2 separate regions of the Bombyx mori genome follow, and region 1 is linked to region 2. A link is a contact called in public Hi-C data. All regions are on one chromosome and are shown on one strand. The core of a region is the stretch at or near the end of the contact, and the rest is flanking DNA. Distances in the headings are between cores, read along the strand shown. Region 1 holds the start of LOC134198915 (piggyBac transposable element-derived protein 4-like). Region 2 overlaps LOC134198919 (a long non-coding RNA gene).

What was found. Hi-C and Micro-C count contacts between places; a contact is called where the count stands out from the background.
Region 1: a Hi-C map of midgut shows a contact between it and region 2, with 1.8 times the contacts expected there. The contact joins the promoter of LOC134198915 here to the enhancer-like site in region 2. A contact is called at or near these places in 2 of 7 Hi-C or Micro-C datasets (midgut and whole pupa).

What each region holds. Positions count from the first base shown.
Region 1 is chr5:9,020,813-9,027,064 of ASM3026992v2, forward strand. It overlaps LOC134198915 (piggyBac transposable element-derived protein 4-like), which reads right to left and starts at 2,363. Exons shown (of 3, transcript XM_062668670.1): 1 at 2,003-2,363; 2 at 1,452-1,692. The coding sequence starts at 1,692.
Region 2 is chr5:8,978,975-8,984,357 of ASM3026992v2, forward strand. It overlaps LOC134198919 (a long non-coding RNA gene), which reads right to left. Exons shown (of 3, transcript XR_009973204.1): 3 at 2,844-3,109. Among protein-coding and RNA genes, the nearest start is that of LOC134198919, 5.0 kb to the right of the region's middle. Within about 2 kb of position 3,742, at least 5 of the 8 cell types and tissues checked have open chromatin away from gene starts, as enhancers often do.

The sequences.
Region 1 (6,252 bases), core at 1,113-3,612, 40 kb after region 2:
TAAATCTTTACCCTTACAGTTTTCTTTCAAATCTATTAATTTTTTTATTAACTCCTCCCGATATGAAGATAACTCATATTTTGGGTTTTTCAGTACAAATTTCTTGTATAAGTAATAAGAATTCCATACAGCGGTATCCAAAAGATGAAAAAGTACTTTTTTGTACCAGCGTATAGTTTTCCTCGGCGAAGAATAGTAACTTATCATCTGGTCAGACCTATCTACACCGGACATGTATTTATTATATGTTGCTACTTCAATAGGCTTCTTAACTATTTTCCCAAACCTGTTTGTTGTTTCTATAATACGGGGGTGTTCTCTAGTGGTCAACATAATCACTGGTCGCTTATCAACCCATTTGCTAACATACACTTTATTTTTCCTTACCCAAACATGATCACCTTTTTTTAATTTTCTGTCCACTACTTCCTTTGGATTATCTTTTCTATTAACACGAAGAGTACCATTTGTATGGGTTTTCAAATCAAAAAGTTTCTGAGAAAGAGTGACCGAATTGTAGTAATTATCCATGAAGAGGTGATGTCCTTTCAATAAAAACGGTCTCATCAATCGCATTACCAACCGTTCAAGCTTCGTTACACCTCTCAATTGGGTATTCTCGTCTTTTCCGCTATACATTATTATATTAAGAACATAACCATCAGCCGTTGCCAAGACATAGAATTTAATCCCATATCTTGCTTTTTTGGACTTTATGTACTGCCGAAAGTGAAGTCGGCCTCGATACAATAGTAAAGATTCATCTAAACTAAGCTCTTTATCAGGTTTGTATATCTTTCTAAAATTCAATGTCAACAAATCAACAAATTTGTTAATCTTTTCTGCGCCTTTTGCATCCAGTTCTGAACAACATATACATCGAAGTATCTGTTCATATCGCCGCGAAGACATTGTATATGAGAACACAGGATGATAATATAGTGGATCATCATAAGTAAATAGTTTTTGTTGTTTAGGAGTGCGAATATGTCCATGTAATAACGAAAGTCCAAGAAACTTTTTCATCTCAACAGTCGTAGTATTTCGAAAATTTTGAGACCGGGAATATCGGGTTGACGGTTTGTTTGACTGACACAAAGCTGTACCATAATTATTAGTACACTGGACCAGGTACTCGAGTAACTCTTTTGGAAACACGTGATCGAAAATTTGTTCAATGCTAGTCTGAGAGGTAACGTCAAACTGAACGCCATATGACTCGACATCGAATTCAAAATCAGGTATTTCTTCTGTGCTATGTAACCACGGTATCTCCTCTGGTACAGGAGATCTTATCCGATTTTGCACTGGTTCTGAATCTATATCATTGTCATGTTGAGATATAAGAAGGGATGGTAAGTCGTCTACTGATTCGGAAATCGGTTCAGCATTTTCGATAGTTCTATCGTCCTGATCAGAATCTGAACTTCTAATTGAGATATCAGACTTACTTGAATCCGATGAAGCCACAGGGCCTCCAGATATAATTCGACGAGGTCTTATAGAAAATATTTCCTCTGATGAACTGGATGCACCAGTTTCTTCTATATTTTGTGGTTCATAGTTCGTGTCAGAACCATAATCACCGTCATTATCCTCGAAGGGATCTAAATCTGCTTCAGATGGCGAATTTGATGAAAAATCGTCGAACAAGCGTATTTTTGGACGTTTCTTTGAACTTTTTGCTGACATCTAAAATTAACAAATTGTTCAATTGGTAAATCAATCAACAACCTATAAAATTTCCAAGCTGGGCACAAGCTTTATCACATTAGAGGAGTAAATTAGCAACGGCTAATTACACGTAAGGTCATGAATTTTATTCTAATCCGACACTATAATAATACTACTTTGACCCAAGTATTTCAAGGAAAGTCTGTTATTTAGTAAATAAAAATACCTAAGTAAATACTAACATCACAAAATCTTATAAATACATAAACATAACGATGTTTCAATACAAATAAACACATAAAATATCATTTTTGCAAAATTTACTTACTGTTTGAGTGACGTAAACACGTGGTTGTTCACAAAATGGCACTGGCCGCACTGATTGATCGAGAAATTAGCGTGCGCTCACGCCGGTGGACGTAGTACTTATATACGAACTGTTTACGTGTGTGCGTGAGCAACTGAGACAGCAATATTAAACTACCCACAAAACAATCATGTTACGACAGTAAGAAATGTGAGATTGCTTACAATATGACAGTGAATGCTATTCTTCATATTGCTTCTATTAGAAGTTGTCGTCCGACGACGTACTGCCAATGCTCATAAAAGTTATTACCCCGTCCTTCGACGTACTGTTATACCGCAATATGTTAATTTCCCGTCTAACGACGTACTGTCAGCGAAAGTGTTAATACTTATAATAATTTATGTCTTAAAAAACATATGTATCATCTGATTTTTAACTTCTATTAAACAAAGAAAAACTTAGCTGAGTCAACTAAAGAATTTTTTTAATTGCTCAGACGGGTGGATTAGCTCTCGGTCCATTTGTTGTTACGTTGTTGACTTGTAGTTAACGGAGCTTATAAACATCAACAACATAAATGCCGCCATCCATCTTAAGACATGAATTCTATAGGACAATGGCTGCCTCACCCTTCAAACCGGAAATATTGTTTTTAATTATTTTATTTTTTCTTAGATGGGTGGACGAGCTCACTGCCCACCTGGTTTGAAGTGGTTACTGGAGCCCTTAGACATCTACAACGTAAATGCACCAACCACCTTGAGATATAAGTTCTAAGGTCTCAGTATAGCTACAGAAATTGTCAGGGTGGTGGCATCTACCCGTGCGAGCTCATAAAATGCCCTTCCACCAGTACGGAATGAAATCAGCGTTTTTATAGTGTTTTTATTTATTAAATATAAAAGGTATACAATTCTCGCTTAACTTAGCTTCCCAAACATTTGTATAAAGTATGAAATGTTTGTGATTTCCTTAAAGCCTTGGTTCAATCATAGGAGTGATAGCATCGTTAATGAGAATTGACCTCACAACGTCCGACCCAGATATTAGGCAATTAACACGTACCTACAATTTACCTGAAGATACCTCTGCTACAATTACAAATTCTCGAAATTTTGCATTAATCGCTGGTTAACCTAAATTATCTAAATTAATTCCTTTTATGTTTTTATTACACATGGTTTTTAAGATTTTTTTCTTTTAGACGTGTAGAGGGACTGAAAAGACGAACAGTTAGTATTAGCATCTCGTCTATTTCTGCGAAGTATTAGTGGATTCCGGTTCGAAGATTTAACAATGCAATAGATACTTAGAACTCATGTTAAATTGGACTCTTGTATCAACGTGGTTCGGAGTTCGACTAAAAGCCTACGATAATAGATGTTGATATTGAGTGAGGTTATAAAAAGGGAAAATACAAATGTAAGCACAAGAGGTAGGAAGATAAGTGACAAAAAAGTGTGGGCTATTTTCCAGTCCTATCCTATTTGCCAGTACCCTAGAAGAACTATGCTGACTTCGCCTGACTGGTGGGCTCAGCTTGAAACTGTTCGCTAGCATCTGTAGCAAGGGCAATACTTCACTGAATTTACCACCGGATCGGAATCGCCACCTACTTAAAAGGTTCGGCGAGAAAGTCAGTGGGTTGAGTCTATGGGTTAAGTTGCACGTCGTACTCACCAACCACGTGGAAAGAACTGAGAATTTATCCGGAAGGACATGTCTAGAACGACGACGGCTGTTTGTTACCCACTCATCTGGTTCGGTGATGTAACTTATGACAGCTATTATAAAAGAGTTATCGTACCGTACTGCTTCGTTAAAGAAGCGTTCTGACACTATCTTCAGATACTTACTAGTCGGTTCTAGATGTAAGTTGTCGAGAAGATGTATATTGCTCACAAACATACTTCCGACGGCTGTCCTACCAAAAAGGGGCTATATTCTTTGGAGGGTGTTTATGTGGGTGCGGGCCGTGTGAGTGAGCACTACACTTGCATAAGTCATGACTATAAATATGCAAGCTTTGTAGTGTTGAATTTTAAAACAGGCACAAAGAGTTGAAGATAAATTTCGTGTAGACCCGTAATGTAGGTGTCCATTGCCATATTTTCTGGCAGTCCGCCAGTCGGTGTCACAGAAGCACGTTTTATTGTTATTCACTTTATTAAACAGTTTTTCTCGAATGTCATCATATGTCTTAGGAAATACTATAATATATCATGGATTCCTCGTATTTTATTTCAAATATCACTTGTATTCAATTTCTGTATGTATAAAATCACAAAAAATAGGTCGGCCATTATGTAGACTATTTATACAGTCCGCGTTAGCGACGTCTTCCGCATTTTCAATATATTATTGGGTAAATTTATCTTATTTCACACATTCTAGACGCGCAGCTATATTTTCGATTCCGGTCGTTTGGAAATTTGAGATGGAAAATATTTTGCTCCTAAATTATTTATGCTAAAGCCTTATATTCATATAATGTATATATATAGGTATATTGTACCACGGATGACACATAAGGTTTTTGTGGGGAGTTTGTACATTTGCGGTAGGCAGCGGCTTGGCTCTGCCCCTGACATTGCTGAAGTCCATGGGCGACGGTAACCACTCACCACCAGGTGGGCCGTATGCTCGTCTGCCTACAAGGGCAATAAAAAAAAAATTAGAATTCTCTATGCAAAGCATTCCATATATTGTATGGTAAACATTTACACCATCATAACAATTTTATCCTCATGCCAAATATAAACCAAAAAGAAAAACTTACACAGAGATAAACAAAAAACTAAAGATTCTCACGTTTTTACTTTTGTTTCAGTCACTTTGACTGTGGTAACGACTTTTCAGCATGTAAGCTATACAAAGCTCATAATTAAATTCAAGTGGATACTGACAATAGTAGTTCATTAGGACAGTGAGAGCAAGGACACCTTAGCGCTCGAGTTCGCGACTCGTCAACACAGTATAGTTGAATTAGTGGACTTATTAGTACTAGTATTTTAATTATAACATTATAGTACTATGGTTAATACACATGAATGTATTAAAAATTCTGATTCTTATTTCCTTTAGGAATAAGTGCTGTAACGCCTTACATACAGATAGCTCGTTATTGCTTCGAAACAGAAGTACGCTGGGCGTTCATTTCAACTAAGTTACCCGTGCGTCCTCTAGATACGTTCTACCACTTATGGGCGTGAGCTCGTTCACCCATCTAAGCAAAAAAAAACTATATAATTTATTATAATATAAATAAAATAAATATAATATAATGTAATAATATAATATATATAAATAATTGTGCTACGGAAGTTGGCGCTACCTTAAAATACTATTGAGGTATGAATGCACAACCTTTTTTATTGGAGTTACTAGACATGGTCCGGGCGCTTCCGTTGCTTCCACAGGCAACTTCGTGAATGAAACTACCACCGAAATCACATCCCACTAAGAAAACACGGGAAGGAACTAAGCTAAGATTGATAATATGGGCTAAGTACCACGACTAATTTGGCGAAAGCGGTGATCTGTACTTTGACTGCTTCTAGTGTTAGAACTAGTAGCATCAACCAGCACTATAAGAGGAATCAACAGAATTTCGGTTATAGCTTAAACAGAAAAGGAAAAACTAATAAATCAGGTAAATTCATAACATTTTGTGATTTGCTAATGTGTTCACGGTTGTTAATATTAAAATAGTTGTATTCATATACGCGACTCACGAAAACAAAAGAAAATAATGTAAATGTTTGACTAATTCGGTGGTGCAGTTGTCAGCCCCCTGACTGTACCGAGGGTCGTGGGTTCGATTCCCACATCGGGCATATATTCGTGTGATGAACAGGCTTGCTTTACCTGTGTACTTAGTATCTATATATGTGTTTATTTAAAATAAAGGTATATAAGCATCTATGTCAGTCTTTGGTAACACAGGGAAACCTAAATTGGGGCCGGATGACTGTGCATAATTTTTTCTCTGTTATTATTATTATTTAACGTTCGCTTTGATATGAAACTTGAAATGATTTCCGCATTTTCCATTGAGTGAAACGTTTCGTTCCTTATTTTATGTTTAAATGTCACAACTGTTTAACGCTGGAAACCAAAGTAAATTGACGTTCAGCATTAAACGAAGATACAAGCAAAACCCAACTAACGCCTTTTCCTTCTTTGTCTCCACCTTATAACACTAGGTGGGGCCGACACAGCGAATTTTTCTATTCCTTTCTCTTCTGTCAGCCCTTATCTCAACACTC
Region 2 (5,383 bases), core at 2,492-4,991:
ATTTTACTCTTTTAATAAACTACGTGTGTTTATGCATATAAAATAAACTAGTCAGTTTCTTTTTTAAAGTTGCAATTAAAAAAAAAAGAAATTGTTCTCGTCAAACGTACTGACATTCCTGAGGGCTACAATTACTCATCGACATTTACATTACATGAAATATACGTTGCTGTTTCACCTTCACGATAAATGAATCTCAGTTGTTAGATACCGTACATAAATACCGGCAATTTTGTATTGAATTTTTTTTTAAATAGCAATGGCCTCGAGTACCTATTTTACGCGGGATTAACTTGTTTACGAGTGCGAGTATGAAGATTTCATGAAATCTTATAAAATGTTTGGCACCGGAATCCAGAGCATGCTGACAAACTGCAAACTTAAGCTCATGACGTCTCCAATGTGTTCCTAAACTCAATCGATAAAGGTCTCTTAGTCCATATCAGGGTCCATAGTCACGGTCCAGTTCCCAGACACAACGATACTGCTACGGTTTGTAACATTTGATGAATTTTAATTTAGTTGCTGGGTTTTTTACGTTTTTTATAACATACATATTTCAAGTAAAAATGAAGGAAGTTGTCAATTCGGCGCGACTTTTTTCTTGCGGTCAAACCAGGTCAAACCACTGAAGTATGAAACCTATGGGTCGAAAGAGTCTTGACGTCTCTAGTGATGGGTCTAATTAGGACACAAAATCAACCGAGTGATGTTTTAGTCGATCGATTTGAAGCCGAAGGGTATGGTCTGAATTTGATCTGCTGTCTCTTTATCAGAATACGCCAATTTGGCATCTCGAGCTATTTATTATTACCCCGACTTCATGACTTCTGATGGGCGACAGAGTTTTAAAGTTTAAATAATTAGATAGAATATTTAGTTTTACCATAAAGATGTAGTGGTACAAGGAAAACATCGTTCTATTTTTGAAAAATATACTGCTGCTGTGTGCGATAGTTTATACATTAATATAATGAGCATTTAAAATAAGAACTTCATGGAAAATAATATCTGTTGACCTCAATACAATCCTTGCAGCGCATTCAATTATCGATTGGAAAATGCATTACCAATTTTATGCAATTTTTTCGGCAATGTCCAAATTAATAGGCAGCCTAAAGCAACATACCATATTGTATGAAAAATATAAAATAAAACATAAAAGATAAATATCACAAGAATATTCAGCAAAGATTTCCACGAAAATGAGAATGAGAAAGAACGTAGAGAATATTCATAATTGACAGATTCAATTCAAATGTAATGTTGTTTTGCTTGAGTTTTTTCAAAATATCTGATTATACATATTTATTTAAAAGCCACCAGAATATGAAAGAACCTTGCTTCACTATTGAATTCGTTTAAGCTAGTGAAAATATTTTTTTTTATTAGAAACGGGGAAGATCTTTATAATCTAATGGTGGGAAAAACGAAACTTACTTACTTATTGACTTACATACCTATATACTTGTTGACTCTTATTTTGTCAACAAATCAACCCCAACGAGAACTAGTAAAATAAGGAATTGATGTTTAAAATTAGATTAACTAGTTATAACTAGAGAAATTAGTTTGTTTCATTGCTAACTATAAATTAATTAAAATATGTGATGCATTATAGTTTAATATTTTGAAATAGATTCATTGTATATCATTATTAGTACATATATATAAAAATTTAAAAAAGCGGGTATCTGATTTTTTATCTACGTATGAAATCGATAAATTCAGACTGATTAAAATACGAAAATCTACGAAATCGGAAACACGCGCTGTTAGAACAAAATGATAGCATGAGTGACATGAGGTGGGTAAACAGTAGCAGTAGTCACTGGCCTTTATCCACAAGCAACAATTTATGTAAGGTTCGCTTATCACGGTGCCGACGAGGTGACGCCGAATGCCTCTAGAAAGCGATTTCAAGAACAGTTACGCAATCTTCTTCGGCGAGTCAGTTCCATTTCATTACCATCATTTAAAAATCATGATTGTCTTGCGATCCATTATTGCATGACGTTGCATTCGAATGGTGATACTTTATATTTAATGCAAACGACAACTCGTGGGTCAATTACAATTTGTAAAATAAGGAACAATCTCAACATAAACACGTGTAAGTAATTTGACACAAATGATGTGTTAATCAGTTTTATTTTGCTCGCTTAAGAACGCAAGCACTTTTCGGGGCATAGTCACGCTCCTGTCTGCTGTTGAACACTATTTTCAACAATAATAGTTTTAAAAAACTAAAAAAATACGCTTTTATAGAAAATCTAACTAGAAAATAGAAAATAAATTTGAATTAAAAATAGTGTAAGAAAAAATGATTTTATGGTAAAAAAAGCTTTTTCTATTTTTTACTTGGATTTTCTATAAAAGCGTATTTTGTTAGTTTTTTAAACTATTATTTATTTTTCATTTTTTAGTTGAATTTCACTTTTTTTATTTTTTTTAATATTGATTTGTCATCGGTCCTTAATAAGTATACCAAATTTCGAGTTAATCCGACGTTGTGAAGGGGGTCAAAATCATGTTCAAAGATTCCGTTACATACTAACATACATACGTCTGAAGCTAATAAAAGCGTATTAAAACCATCTGAAGGTAAGCCACAACACAGTTCGTCATCATTGTCACGAATCATTCGGTTCTGGAATTAGCTCCACGGTGTTTCCTAAATATAATAATATCATCTACAACAAAAATGAAATTTACAAAAAAACTTTGGTATGCGCCAGAATTTATTGCCGATTATAAGAACTTACCACCAGATGGGTTGTATGCTCTTTTTTATATAAATAGGTGAACGAACCACGGCTCAAGATGTGCAATAAAAATCATAGTTAAAGTACTTTTATACTGGTTATCATCTAATATTAGACACGCTTTAAAATGTACAACTTGTGATAAATTCAGTCATGTGTATTATTTTATAATCCACCGGTTTAATAATATTCTTCTTCCTAGTCAGTATCGCTCTAGACTGAATGGTCGTGGTCATCACTTCAGGTGTTGGTGGTAAGCTTCACAACATACCGCCATTCCTCTCTGGCGGCCGCCCCCTTCGTGCATTCAGCAGAAATGGAGTTGCCTTTTTCTTCCAAAGAATCTAAGGATTGTAATGGAGTACGAATCTGTTAGCGACAGGATAATACGAATATTACAAAGCACTTAATTAATAACCACCACATTAGATCAATTTTTAATGTTTTCAACAGAAAATGGCATTTCTGCTCTGCAACTGTCGGGCAGAGAAGAAAGTGGTTTCTCAACAATAGTTTCCTGACCTCAAGAGTTTCCTGACCTTTAGATTGATTTCGTTCACAGCTTCTACGTCTTGTCTAATATACTTGATGTCATATAGGTGTAGTTAGAGGATAGGTTTGAGAGGATAGTTCGCAGTCACCTTTATAAGTAAGCACTATTCAATTCACGATTCGTATTTGTTAAGTTTCACGCTGACACTCTTCTAAGCTATTACTCTTTAAGAATTATTTATAATTAGTGAAGACTCAAAGAATGAGTCGTCTATCGAGTAGCATACTACCACGAGTGTGATGTCAACACTATTTTGTATTACAAGACAAGCCGTGAAACGTATTAAAAAAAATCTGTTTACCATCATACATTTTTGTCAAGTGATACAACGCGGCCATCAAATTTTAGGAGTTTAGGCCGTCCCTTTTTTTCAACAACATGGTATCGCTGCACCGCTTTCGGTGGCGTCTGTGCTTGTCTGCGTGTGACTCACATATCGTTGATTGGTCCATCCGGCTCTCTCTGTGAGATATCTCGATTCTAACAAGCCATATGTTTTATGTTGTTTTTTTTATCTTATTGTTTTATGACTTTACTCTCAGCTGTCATTTGTAGCAACTGTATTATCTAACGTTCAAACGAAGCGACTTTAAAATTTAGGTCACTTAATTTGTTTAATTAAATTAGTTACATCATAACAAAGAATTTAGATTATTGGATCTATTTAAAGCTGCGGCTAACGTTCCCGGTATACTTGATGTCCATGAGCCACGCTGACTACTTACTATCAGGTGCACAATCTGCTAGGCAGCTTGCAGTGGCATTTCTTAAGCAAGTGATGTCCTTGGTATCTCTGGAATTCTTGCCCGGTTCAGACCGCCCTTTATTTTCTTTAGGTCTACTTTTGACAGGAATGAAATTCTAGATGCGTAACGTGGGCTTATAACGTGTCACTGTTAACTTGTTACCATAATATTGGCATTGATAATCGCATCGGTCATTGTTTGTCAAACTTGCAATCTAATAAAAATAAAAGCAATATTATGTATGTAAATCTTGGAATATTTCGTAACATTTTTACTTCATTCAATTCAAAATTGTTCGTGACACTGAATTCTAACCATGCATTTTTGTGAGTATTGCATTCTTTTTTTTGTAATTGTAAAGATTTGGAAACTTACATTTCTATAACCACTCCAGTTAGTGGTTGCGTGTAAAACTATTTGTACTCAATGTTTTAACAGATTAAATATAATTAAACTAGCGACCCGCCCTCGCTTCGCTTCGGAAACATTAAAACAAACATGAAACCAAAAAAAAAAAAAAAAAAAAGTAGCCTATGTTCATCAGGGACAATGTCGGCTTCTAATGGAAAAAGAATTTTTCAAATCGGTCCAGTAGTTTCGGAGCCTATTCGAAACAAACAAACAAACAAATCTTTCCTCTTTATAATATTAGTATAGATATTACTGGAATTTTGCCCCGGGTTCTATAATATTTTGCTATTCGCTAGTTTCTATTAATCTATCAAGCTTTAATATGCACAAGATATTGATTTCGACCTTTCAGAAGTCGCCGTCGGTATTGACGTAGTAGTATAAAGTATTATATATGCAAATAACTAAGATATTTAACAACAAATTCAATACAATAACGCGTTTAGGGTGCTGGTGGTGCTGCCCCGCTTTTGTAGCGCATCAGGGATGTTTGCAGACGCGCACATAGATTGTTTTTACGCTACCATGCGTAAGAGGTGTGCATCTCTGGTAAACAGAGTGAGGGCCAGCTCCAACAGTATCCTGAGCATGATCGCAAGCAGGCTGGACTGTATATACATGGGTCGCTGTGGTGCCATCTCCCATGGGATGTTACCACAGTAATTCATTGTGATGTAAATATAACTACTAACATAGGTCTAAGTCTTATTAACAATTTATATGAGTCATGGATACTTGAAATAAAAACATTATTATTATTATTATTATTATTATTACTTGGCACTTTGCAATTGTGTCGCAGGGCACACAAAGCAACGGTTTTCGTAGTCCGTATTGGACATCCCTTTTCTTGACATCGTATAAATTCGGTAATTCTCGGTACGGTTCGGAAAGTTCACCTGCGGCTA